Regions from separate parts of the Hordeum vulgare genome. Here region 2 is linked to region 1. The links are chromatin contacts, called in public Hi-C maps. All regions are on one chromosome and are shown on one strand. Each heading gives the region's core, a stretch centred on a gene start, on an enhancer-like site or on the middle of the called end of the contact. The rest is flanking DNA. Distances are from core to core; before and after follow the strand shown. Region 1 holds the start of LOC123426261 (ubiquitin-40S ribosomal protein S27a). Region 2 holds the start of LOC123426270 (probable GTP diphosphokinase CRSH1, chloroplastic).

Region 1 (5,212 bases), core at 2,519-5,018:
TTCCTTTTGCACTTACCATTACTATTGAGTTGTCCAGCTATAATCCTGACATTCTGCGTTGTGCTTTTGGTTTTCTAAGGGTTCCACATAACCTCCCTCCTAGATTTTATCGGTTTCTTATTGCACTATAGGCTTGCAATACCTTTTTTGAGGACAGTTGGTCAAAGACAGTTGGGTTGTGTTATGTCTATTTATGCTGCTACATCACAGTTTCTGCTTTCATTTGTTTGGAAGGTTTTATTGAAAGTATGCGTAATGGGGATGGCTTTGGCCCTGTTTGGAACCATAATAGATTATGATAATCTGGATTATGAAGATAAATTATATAATCTGGTTTATAAAAATAATCTAGGTGAACATGTTTGGAGGCCAGATTATATAAACTGTAATCCAGGTTTTACATTGCATAATGACCTATCTACCCTCTGTTTTTTTTAAAAGAGGAGGGTAGCGGTGGTAGAAATGTTATTATCTCCAACTTTACAAGGGTAATGGGTCATTAGCAATCCATAATCTGATTTTAGCTGGTATAGAGTAGATTATGAGTTTTTAATAATCTATCCATCTAGTTTTTATAATCTACACTATAAGTTGTTCTGTTTGGAAACATAATAGATTATAAAAACTGGATTATATAATCTAGGTGGTTCCAAACAGGGCCTTAGTTTAATTTCTCTTCCTTCTGCACTTACCATTTATCATTGAGTTGTCCAGCTATATTCCTGACATTCTGCTTTGTGTGCTATTGTGTGATTTATATGCCAGTAGACCATGTTGGCATGTTGCTTTGTGGTTTTGATGCATCACCTAAACAAGAAGATAAGTGCATCTCCAACCCGACCCCCAAATTGTCCCCATGTCCGTGCGGACAGCCTGGTCAGTGCCCGGAAAAAAAGCCTCTCCAACGGAGGCCCCCAAATCTTTCCCATACGTCCAGGCTGTCGGCAAATCCCCAAACCCAGTCCATATGTGGGGAGGAAATGACGGTGTCCGGAAAACCCGCCACGTTGGGCCCGGCCCACCCTGGACCACTTTCTCTCTCTCATTTTTCTTTCTCTCCTCTTGCTCTTTCCATTCCCACCAGTCACGTGCCTTTGTCCGGACAATTTGGGGGACAAATGGGGGTATCGCATGCGGGGACGAATGGAGTTCCTTTGGCATGTTCATGGACACTACCTGGATGCATCTGCAGACATATGCGGGTTCAAATTAGCCAGTCCGGTTGGAGATGCTCTAAAATAAGATTTGCTCTGTATCAGTTCTAAATGCCTTTTGTGATTATCATAACGATAGAGTTGTTATCTGTCGAATCATGATGTCACAAGATAGAACCTACTGCCTTTATCTACAGTTGCAGATACTCTTTTGTTCGGAACCTAACCATTCAACTGTTTATATGCAGGACCTTGTTGATATTGATGTCTTTCTAGATGCAAAAAGAGTGATTGATTCTCTTCGGAATAAGGAAATAGCTCCTGCTTTAGCTTGGTGTGCAGAAAATAAATCCCGGTTAAAGAAATCAAAGGTTTGTGTTACTTGTGCTATTTCATTGTTGATGTATGCCGTTCATATAGCAGTGAGATGGAGTAAAGAATCTGTCCATATGATAAAGCACTGGGGAATGGGATGCTTGCATTGATCTTTACCAATGATAATGCTGATAGCTCATCAATCATGTCGGTTGCTTGTTGAAATTATTCACCTTTGTAACTTAGTCACTTTATGCGGGTACAGATAATCTCAGTAATTATAATATTGTGGCATGAATGTTGTGAAATGTCTGCCTTTATACTCCAAATCGGAGAATGTAGGTAATTTGTTACACCTCTTCATGCGTGAAAGCATCCAAGTCTAGAGAAAAAAAGGTTAACCATTATGGGAGGATGCATAGTACGCGAGCGAGGCATCAGTCTTCCTCTTTACATTTTTCCATATGTAAAATAGAACGAAACCAGATTTTGCTAGCTTCTGGCCGCCATATAGCACCTTCTTTGTCTCAACACTTAATTTTGTTCGGGTATATCAGTGTCTTTTGTTGTTCACCCTGTTGTTTACCCTGCAGAGTAAGCTTGAGTTTTTACTGAGGCTTCAGGAGTTTGTGGAACTAGTCAAGGCTAAGAACTTCCTGCAGGCTATATCATATGCTCGGAAATACCTTGCTCCCTGGGGGTCTACCCACATGAAAGAATTGCAGCGTGTTACAGCAACACTGGTTTTTAGAAGCACCACAAACTGTGTTTCTTACAAGGTTAGCAGCATTGTCTATGTCGTCTTGTTTTGTTGTGCCTGCATCAGAAATATGATAGCAGCTGGACTAAGATGTTGGTGCTTAAGCATCAATGGAAATTTGGGCACCTTGCTAATGCCGTCTGTTTTACTCGCAGGTCTTATTTGAGCAAAATCAGTGGGATTTTCTTGTGGATCAGTTTAAGCAAGAATTCTACAAACTATATGGTATGACGCTTGAGCCGTTGCTGAACATTTACCTGCAAGCAGGCCTGACAGCTCTCAAGACTCCGTATCCTTTACATGATTGATGCTTCTCTTTTCTTTTTCACTGGTGACCATACTCTAAATCTGTAGTAACATAACCACGATATCTTGTTTACCCTCCTTGACCTTGCAAAGATTCTGCTTCGAGGGGAACTGCCCCAAAGAAGACCCCTTGTCGCTGGACGGCTTCCGGAAACTCGCAGAGCCGCTGCCCTTCTCAAAGCAGCACCACTCGAAGCTTGTCTGCCACATAACCAAGGAGCTCATGGACACCGAGAATCCACCGCTCGTCCTGCCCAACGGCTACGTTTATAGCACCAAGGTATGCACCGATCCGACTCAAATCTTAATACCTCAACTATTCACACTGAATCCAGAACTTAGATGGCTGCTTGTGTTGTGCGGTGTTGCAAACCCCAGGCCCTTGATGAGATGGCCAAGAAGAACGGGGGCAAGATCACATGCCCAAGGACAGGAGAAGTCTGCAACTACACCGAGCTCGTCAAGGCTTACATCTCATGATCTTGGCGATGCCGTCGTAGCTCGTCTTGGGTGATGGATGATTGATGAGAATTGCCAGTCTGAATGTACATAGAATGAATGGATGATCCGAACATTGTTGTGCGGTTAATTTAAGTTGTAGTGCAAAGCAAAAGAACCAACCGAAATTGAAACTGCAGATTGCGCTTTTCCATCAGTTGATTTTCCTGATCGAATGAATGAATTTCTGCCGAATTTAAACATTCAAAAAGATGTTAAAGCATAGTCGTGAGAAATCATCTCCTCTGAGAGAAATGAAACCCCTTTTCCTTTAGGAAATACAGTAGAAATGAATTCCCTTGAATGATTTTTTTGGCCTCTAATATGGAGATATAAAATGTAAACAATATTTTAGGACAATAAAATGATTTTTAGGAGGGATGGACTATAAAATGAACTTCTTTTGAGGGATAACAACAATTCTTTTTTCTGAGGTGCAGTACCCCTGCTTACATCATTTTCTTTTTGAGAAAATGCTTACATCAAATAACAAAGAGCCGAATATATCGGCCAATATTACTACGAAAAAATGATCGAGCTAGCCTGTGGGCTTCAACATTTGAATTTCCCTTCCCATTGACAGGTGGAAATCCTGGAGTCAAAGCCCACATGAAATGGCCCACACAAGCGAAGTCAATCCACAGCCCGGCCCAAAAGTACCGTCCACGGAGCCCAGACGCCCGATCCGAAACCCCCCAGCTATAAAGCTAGGCCGTTCCACGCCCCACAAACCCTAGCATCCACTCCGCCCCCAACCCAAACCCTACCCCGCCGCCACCGTCGCCGCCGCAGCGCGCGGAGGCGACCTCGCGCCGCCGCCAAGATGCAGATCTTCGTGAAGACCCTGACGGGCAAGACCATCACGCTGGAGGTGGAGTCCTCGGACACCATCGACAACGTCAAGGCCAAGATCCAGGACAAGGAGGGCATCCCGCCGGACCAGCAGCGCCTCATCTTCGCCGGTAAGCAGCTCGAGGACGGCCGCACCCTCGCCGACTACAACATCCAGAAGGAGTCCACCCTCCACCTGGTGCTCCGCCTCCGCGGAGGCGCCAAGAAGCGCAAGAAGAAGACCTACACCAAGCCCAAGAAGCAAAAGCACAAGCACAAGAAGGTGAAGCTCGCCGTCCTCCAGTTCTACAAGGTCGACGACGCCACCGGCAAGGTCACCAGGCTCAGGAAGGAGTGCCCCAACGCCGACTGCGGCGCCGGCACCTTCATGGCCAACCACTTCGACCGCCACTACTGCGGCAAGTGCGGCCTCACCTACGTCTACAACCAGAAGGCTTAGAGGTGGCTTGCGTTTGCTCTGCTCTTTTACCTACCTACCAATCGAGAACCGAACTCATTTAGATGTGTCCCGTTTGTCTTTTAAGCTGAAACCTTGGAGTATTATGTTTCCTGAATATTTCATCGCCTACTCCTGTAATGCGATGCGTGCTTAAATTTTGGTGTCCGTATGCTATTAGTCTTAATGATTTTAATCCATTCCATGTCTGCTCTTATATTCTATGCTTTGTTGATCTTATCAAGGTGGTGCGATTACGGGACATGTATCTTGTTGACATATGTGTTCTTGAGCTTAACCCTCTATTGCAGGCGTTTCTAGGTTATTAGTCAATAACTATGCAGGGCTTACATGTGGATGAATATTTTGCTATTGCTGTTTTGCCATGTGAGGATTGTTGCGTGTGTGATCTTTGTCACTTTGCAATTAGAATTCAGTTCAGATCTTTGTCACTTTGCAATTAGAATTCAGTTCATTCCAAGCGATTGGCTGGTTGTTTGTTCTAGATATATATGTTAGTTCATACCTAGATGGCTAGACGTGTCTGAAACCGTGAATATATGTAGTCATTTACCTTGGTTTTTGACAGTGGCAGTGCGATGATTGCTAGTGTGGAGCATAGTGCCGCCTTTTGGTTTAGCCATCAGTCTTTGTGTGTGTTCACCATTCACCATTGCCTACCTTTGGTGGTAATATTGGTTCCGTCTATGATGCCATATGCCTATCAGTTTACAGTTGTAGATGTAGGTGAGTTTTGCTATAATCTTGTATGTGATGATGCATCATTCACATGAGCTGTAGTAGATCTGTAGTAATCAGTGAGATGATTCAGTATCTCTGTTGGTTTTAGCCAATTTGATCTTGGAATTGGCCCAACGCTGTTTAGGCAAC
Region 2 (5,549 bases), core at 2,195-4,694, 230 kb after region 1:
CACAGCTAGCTTCTGCACAATGTGGAGGACAACCTTTACTTTCTCAGACTTGCTCTATAGATCCGCATACAATCAGCAAGTATGTACAATTAAATGCTGTTAATCACATTCCAATGTATGCGCCAACATCAAAACTACACTTTGGCGATTCATTTTAGTTTAGCGCAGTTCCTTAAAAGAAAGGCCCATATATTTCAGCTCACAGGCCGGGGCTCGACCTCCTTTTCTAAAAAAAAATATATTTCAGCTCACAAGCAGTTTGTCTCCCAACTCTTTGCGATAGAAGTGAATGAGGCCAGCGCTGTCGATTGTCTGCAGCTTATCCTTCAGTATCTTAGTGTAGTGGTCATCCCTGTCCTCCAAGCTTCTCATCAGTTCAACCTGATAAGCCAGAAACACTTCAAATATATCAGAAACTGTGTGCCCAGAAAGGGTGACTTTGACAATACAGTTGTGTTAGGATAACTTGTCGCGGATGTATAACTTGCACCCACCTGTCTCTGGAACGACTCAAATTCATCAAAGCTCAGGGAACCATCGCTGTTTGCATCAAGGAGATGCATGAGCGCCATCGCATCCTCGCCCTCAGCACCAAGATCTTCCATCACCTCCGTGAGCTCCTCAATGCTGATCCTCCCATCACCATTTTTGTCTATAAGGCAGAAAGCCTGGTTCTTGCATTCACCTCCTCTATGACCACTGGCTGGCAGGTCTCGAAGGCGAAGAGCTGCTAGCTCTGCCGCGGCCAACATAATAGCCTTGAGTCTTTTAGCCTGGAGAATATTCAAGGAATGCTGATTCTTAGTCATGCCCCAAGAATAATCTTTCAGTTCAGTCTCAGAAAAGGTATAAGGATGCTGATTCTTAGTCATGCCCCAAGAATAATCTTTCAGTTCAGTCTCAGAAAAGGTATAAGAATGCTGATTCTTAGTCATGCCCCAAGAATAATCTTTCAGTTCAGTCTCAGAAAAGGTATAAGAATGCTGATTTCAAGATAAAACCATGTGTCGTGATCAAATCAGCAGACAAGTGTATCAGTTAGGAACATAAACTAAACCAGGTCATTACCATCTCAGCTGTGAGCTCTGAACTAACTGTTATAACCCAGTGACAATTTCAGTAAGAAGCCTCATATGCTGGATGAAATTTAGGCGTATCTTGGAGCAAGCAGCATTATACATAACTCATCAAGACTATGTTTGTACATGTTTTGACCCTTGGTTCGATAAAACAACTTATCTACTATGTTTTGAAAGATACTCCGAGTGCCTTGATAAATCCAGAAGATTCAGTGTACTGTAAAGGAAGGAAGAGAGTTTTTTTTAAGGAAGAGAGAATTGGAATTAAGTAGATGACTCACCTCTCCGGGATCAGTAAGACCACCCTTGTAGAGAGAGTGAGACGCTTCTCCACCAATAGCAATTCTGTGCATCTCCTTGGTGCGTATTTGTATCTCCATTAGTGGCCTCGTCTTCCCAGGTTCACTTACATCGATTGCCACATGCAGGCTCTGATAGCCATTTCTTTTTGGCTGTGTCACATAGTCCTTTGTCCTACCTGGCACTTCCTTCAACAGAGCTCGGATGATTTCGTGTGTCCTGTGACAGGCCCTGGGGCCCCAATCAGATGAGCCACCATAACATCGAGGGTCCAAGATTATCCGTAAACCAAGTATGTCATTTACTTCTTCGGGTTTCCGGCCATCTTTTACTAGCTTCTTCATAGTACTGAAACGGCTTTTGTACCGCCCTTCAATTGAGATGTCCTGCACAATCTCGTTTAGCTCATCATCGGATTTCAGTGCCTGAAGCAACTGCGCCTTGTAGGCGTTTATCAGGAGCTTGCACTCGGCTTCTCGGTTCCTCAACCATTGATCAACATGGTCATATGAATGAGGAAACAAGTACCTAAATGAAAGATCTTCTAACTCTAGTGACAGATTACCAGCCCCGACAGCATGAGCAAGTGGAGCATATATCTTCATTACTTCAAGAGATTTTACTCGCTGAAGATGCTTGGGGAGGTACTGAAGGTGTCTCATCGTATCGAGCTTCAGAGCAAGCTCCAAGATTACTGCCCGGATGTCATAGTACGAAAGGAAAAACTTTCTCAATGAGCTCGCACTTTCATCATCCAATACGTCGACCTTCGAAGGAGCAACCTTAAGCCTTAAGCTCTCATGCAGTAAATCAGCTATGCCAGTCCCAATTTGAGCTTCTACATCGCTGATGCTTATAGTCCCTGCATCAAGCGCTTTCCTCAATATGCCGGCTGAAATAACTTCCGCATCCATCTGCCGTTATGCATACAACAAGAATTCAAAACCCCTGTTAAACATGAGAGCTTAAGAGTGGATAAATAAACCCAATGATACTTAACTTCGTTATCATACAAATCAGTGCAGATATCTTATGAATCACTACAACCTTATGGGGAAATGGAGCGATTAGAAATTGTTCAAAGAGCCTAATCGTAAGCATGGATAACTAGTCCAAGAAATGCTCTACCCATCAATACTGCCAGACGATAGAGTCTTCAACTTATGGTACAGATGAGGAATTAAATTCGAAAAAATGAACCAAACAGTAGCAATCAGTGACATGAAACTAAACAATCATATTCAAGCCTGAGTTTAATAGTTTGTGTAACTGTGAAACGAGGAATGCTGGTGCCATGGCAAGAAAACCGATTTTCCTTTCTACGTAAGTTATAATTGCTGTAAACAATATTATCCAGCGACTTCTTTCGATGCATTCAACAACAGAACACCAATGTGTACTGGGAAATACATTTCAGAAAGAGTTCACAGAATGAACTTATGCATTTATTGCAATTCTTGTTCATGCGAACTTGAACTTGATCCAGGAATCCACGGGTAACAGGCCAAAGATTATCAAATTCTACCTGTTCATGCGAACACGAAAACCCACGCCCAGTCTCCAGAATCGAACGATATAGTCCTATTTACGCAAACAGAACAGAGGAGGAGGCTCTGGCTCAGCACCTGAAGGTCGGCTAAGGTCGCGGCCACCGCGAGGGCTCGCGTGAGGGCCTGCCCGCCGTCGCCGTCGCGGAGGGCGGGGAGGGCCAGCTTGAGCGCGCGGAAGAGCAGGCGCGACGAGGAGGTGGTCGCCAGGCCCTCTCCCATCCTAGCCGTGAGCTCGTTGAACACTCCCACAAGCTCCGCCACCAGCCGCCCTCCTCCCTCCGGCGGCGGCGTCGCCGGGGCCGATAGCGAGGAGGAGGAGGTCGACGGGGCGGATGAGGAAGAAAAAGCAACGGAGGCAGGGAGGCGCAGTCGATGCAGGTTGGGGCATGGGCGCAGGCCTAGGTGGTGGCGGTGCTGATGGCGGCCGCCGGGGACGGCCGCGGCGGTGGTGGCTGCGGTCGCCATGGGTGGGGCCCGCTCCGGGGATGGATTGCAGGCGACGTGGCACTGTGGCAGCCGCTGTGCGGATATGTGATTATGGTGATTGTGATGAGGTGGGGACTGGCTCGCGTTTTGCCACGTAGGATCCTTCTTCGCGCGGGAAGAGACGGGGGGTTTTGATCGGAAAATTTAATTTCTATGTCAAGTCCTTTCGTTCTTTCCAACACGCATTTAAATTTGCTAGTTAAAAGAAAAAAGAAAAGTTACATCAAATTTTTGCTTGCTAAAGGAAAAAAACAAGATACAAATTTACAGCCGACTATAGTACGTGTTTCAACATCTGTTATGAGAGAAGAATGTTGATTGCATAATAACATCAATGACGGAGCCAGCTCAAAGTTAGAGCCTGGGCAAGCTATACGTGATGCCAAGTTAATTAGCTTCTGCCCACATAAATTGATCACAAAATCGTTTTTTACTATTAGAGCTCCATGCACATGCACCATGGAAGCCCACGCAGCAGTCCGGGCTCGCCGGGTGTTGTCTCCGCCATTGAATGACACGTCATGCGTGATGATGAGAGGGTCAACGAGGCTACACGACCCCGACCGTGACCGGGCAAGTAGGTCCTGTAGCCACGTTCCCCCTTTGTCGCACCCGTCCTGATGGCTCGGCGCACCGGCCGCTGCTGCACATGATCGGCGGGTCCCGCGACAAGACCCAACCACGGGTGGGCCCCGCATCCGGCCTAAGAGACTGGCAGCCGTCCCCCGCCCCAAATCTTATCGTTACCATTGTACCCCTAGGCTTGCTATAAAAGCCACGCCTCTGCCCGTCCCCCGCCCCAAATCTTACTGTTACCATTGTAACCCTAGGCTTGACTATAAAAGCCACGCCTCTGCCCGCTGAGAGGGGCAGGCTAAAATAGATAGCAATCCCACAATCATAGAGAACACCACCTGAGGTAGCGAGACCGGCAGCCAGCGCTCCATCTCCCTCCTCATGAACAGCTCAAGGAGCAACCTTTTTACTGTGATTCCCATATAGTCACCTAAGCAGGACTAGGGGTTTTACCTCACCGGAGGGCCCTGAACCTGGGTAAACCGACGTCATGCATGTTGCGCCCCACACCTGTTCCCAGACGCCGTCGGCGCCCATCGGCCCCAACCTACGAGTTAAGCCACCCATGGCATCTGTCCCGAAAATACCACGACAGTTGGAGCCCACCGTGGAGCCGGCAGCGACGCCGACCGGAGTAACGTTCCGGGCGGGACCCTTCACCCCTTTTGGCGACCGCGTGGCGCACGACCTAGTCGTGCGCCACGACGCGCTCGACTGCGTCAACGACAACGCCCGCCGCCTAGAGGATGCGGACTTCCCCGTTGATGGTTCCATTATCGCCTTCGGCTCTCACCGCGTCTACGTCGCGGTCGTTACCGGCGGCTACCCCGTCGAAGTGTTGAACTGTGACGAGCTGTTGCCGATGGGCGACAACAACCTCTCCCACAGCATCGTCGACCTGTGCGACCGTGTGGAGGTGTTCACCGTCACCTCGCATGGCGGCACATCCAGGCACCGAACCCTGATCCGCACGACGGTGGACACGCGTCGCACCCCCACCCTTGCGGTGGCCGACCCCTCGGTCGCCACCCAATAACTCGACGGCCACCGCTAGCATCTGCTCCACGAGGCGGAGGCACTGGAGGCTACCCAGCGCGAGTTCAACGCGGCCCACTGTTTCACGCCGGCTGCCACGGGGCCTAGCCAGCGAGGACGCGTGCGACGCCGAGGAGGCCCAGTCGGACAGGTCCTGGCCGACGACCGCCCCGTCTACAGCACCCCCGTACAGAAGATGCGGGCCGCGCAGGCTGCCATCGACGAGCTCGAGGGCCTCGACGGTCCGGCTCGCGAGGCGCGGCAAGAGCGCATCCGCGTCCTCATCGAGGCCACCCATGCACAGCAGGCCCAATCGTCCCGTGAGCCAACCAACTCCCGCTCAAGGACCTGCACCAACTCCGGCCAGCCCGAAGCCGGCCGGCGGGAGACCCATCAGGCATCTTGGCCCCCCAACACCCATCAGCGTCGTGGCAACAGTCGGAGGGACCGCAGCCCGTCCGTCGTCGACAGCCAAGCCCGTGCACCGACTGGCCAGGGCGACCGCTAGTCGGGACGGAGCAAC

Evidence for each region. Hi-C and Micro-C count contacts between places; a contact is called where the count stands out from the background.
Region 2: a Hi-C map of seedling shows a contact between it and region 1, with 2.8 times the contacts expected there. The contact joins the promoter of LOC123426270 here to the promoter of LOC123426261 in region 1. A contact is called at or near these places in 1 of 6 Hi-C or Micro-C datasets (seedling) and 1 of 1 datasets of contacts at active chromatin or transcription factors (embryo).

What each region holds. Positions count from the first base shown.
Region 1 is chr1H:100,320,992-100,326,203 of MorexV3_pseudomolecules_assembly, forward strand. It overlaps LOC123426261 (ubiquitin-40S ribosomal protein S27a), which reads left to right and starts at 3,769. Exons shown (of 1, transcript XM_045110063.1): 1 at 3,769-4,521. The coding sequence starts at 3,857. The coding sequence ends at 4,324. LOC123426251 (protein MAEA homolog) reads left to right here. Exons shown (of 7, transcript XM_045110053.1): 3 at 1,403-1,525; 4 at 2,063-2,248; 5 at 2,385-2,518; 6 at 2,629-2,815; 7 at 2,914-3,234. The coding sequence ends at 3,015.
Region 2 is chr1H:100,551,781-100,557,329 of MorexV3_pseudomolecules_assembly, forward strand. LOC123426270 (probable GTP diphosphokinase CRSH1, chloroplastic) reads right to left here and starts at 3,445. Exons shown (of 4, transcript XM_045110073.1): 1 at 3,005-3,445; 2 at 1,361-2,293; 3 at 495-773; 4 at 14-381. The coding sequence starts at 3,394. The coding sequence ends at 244.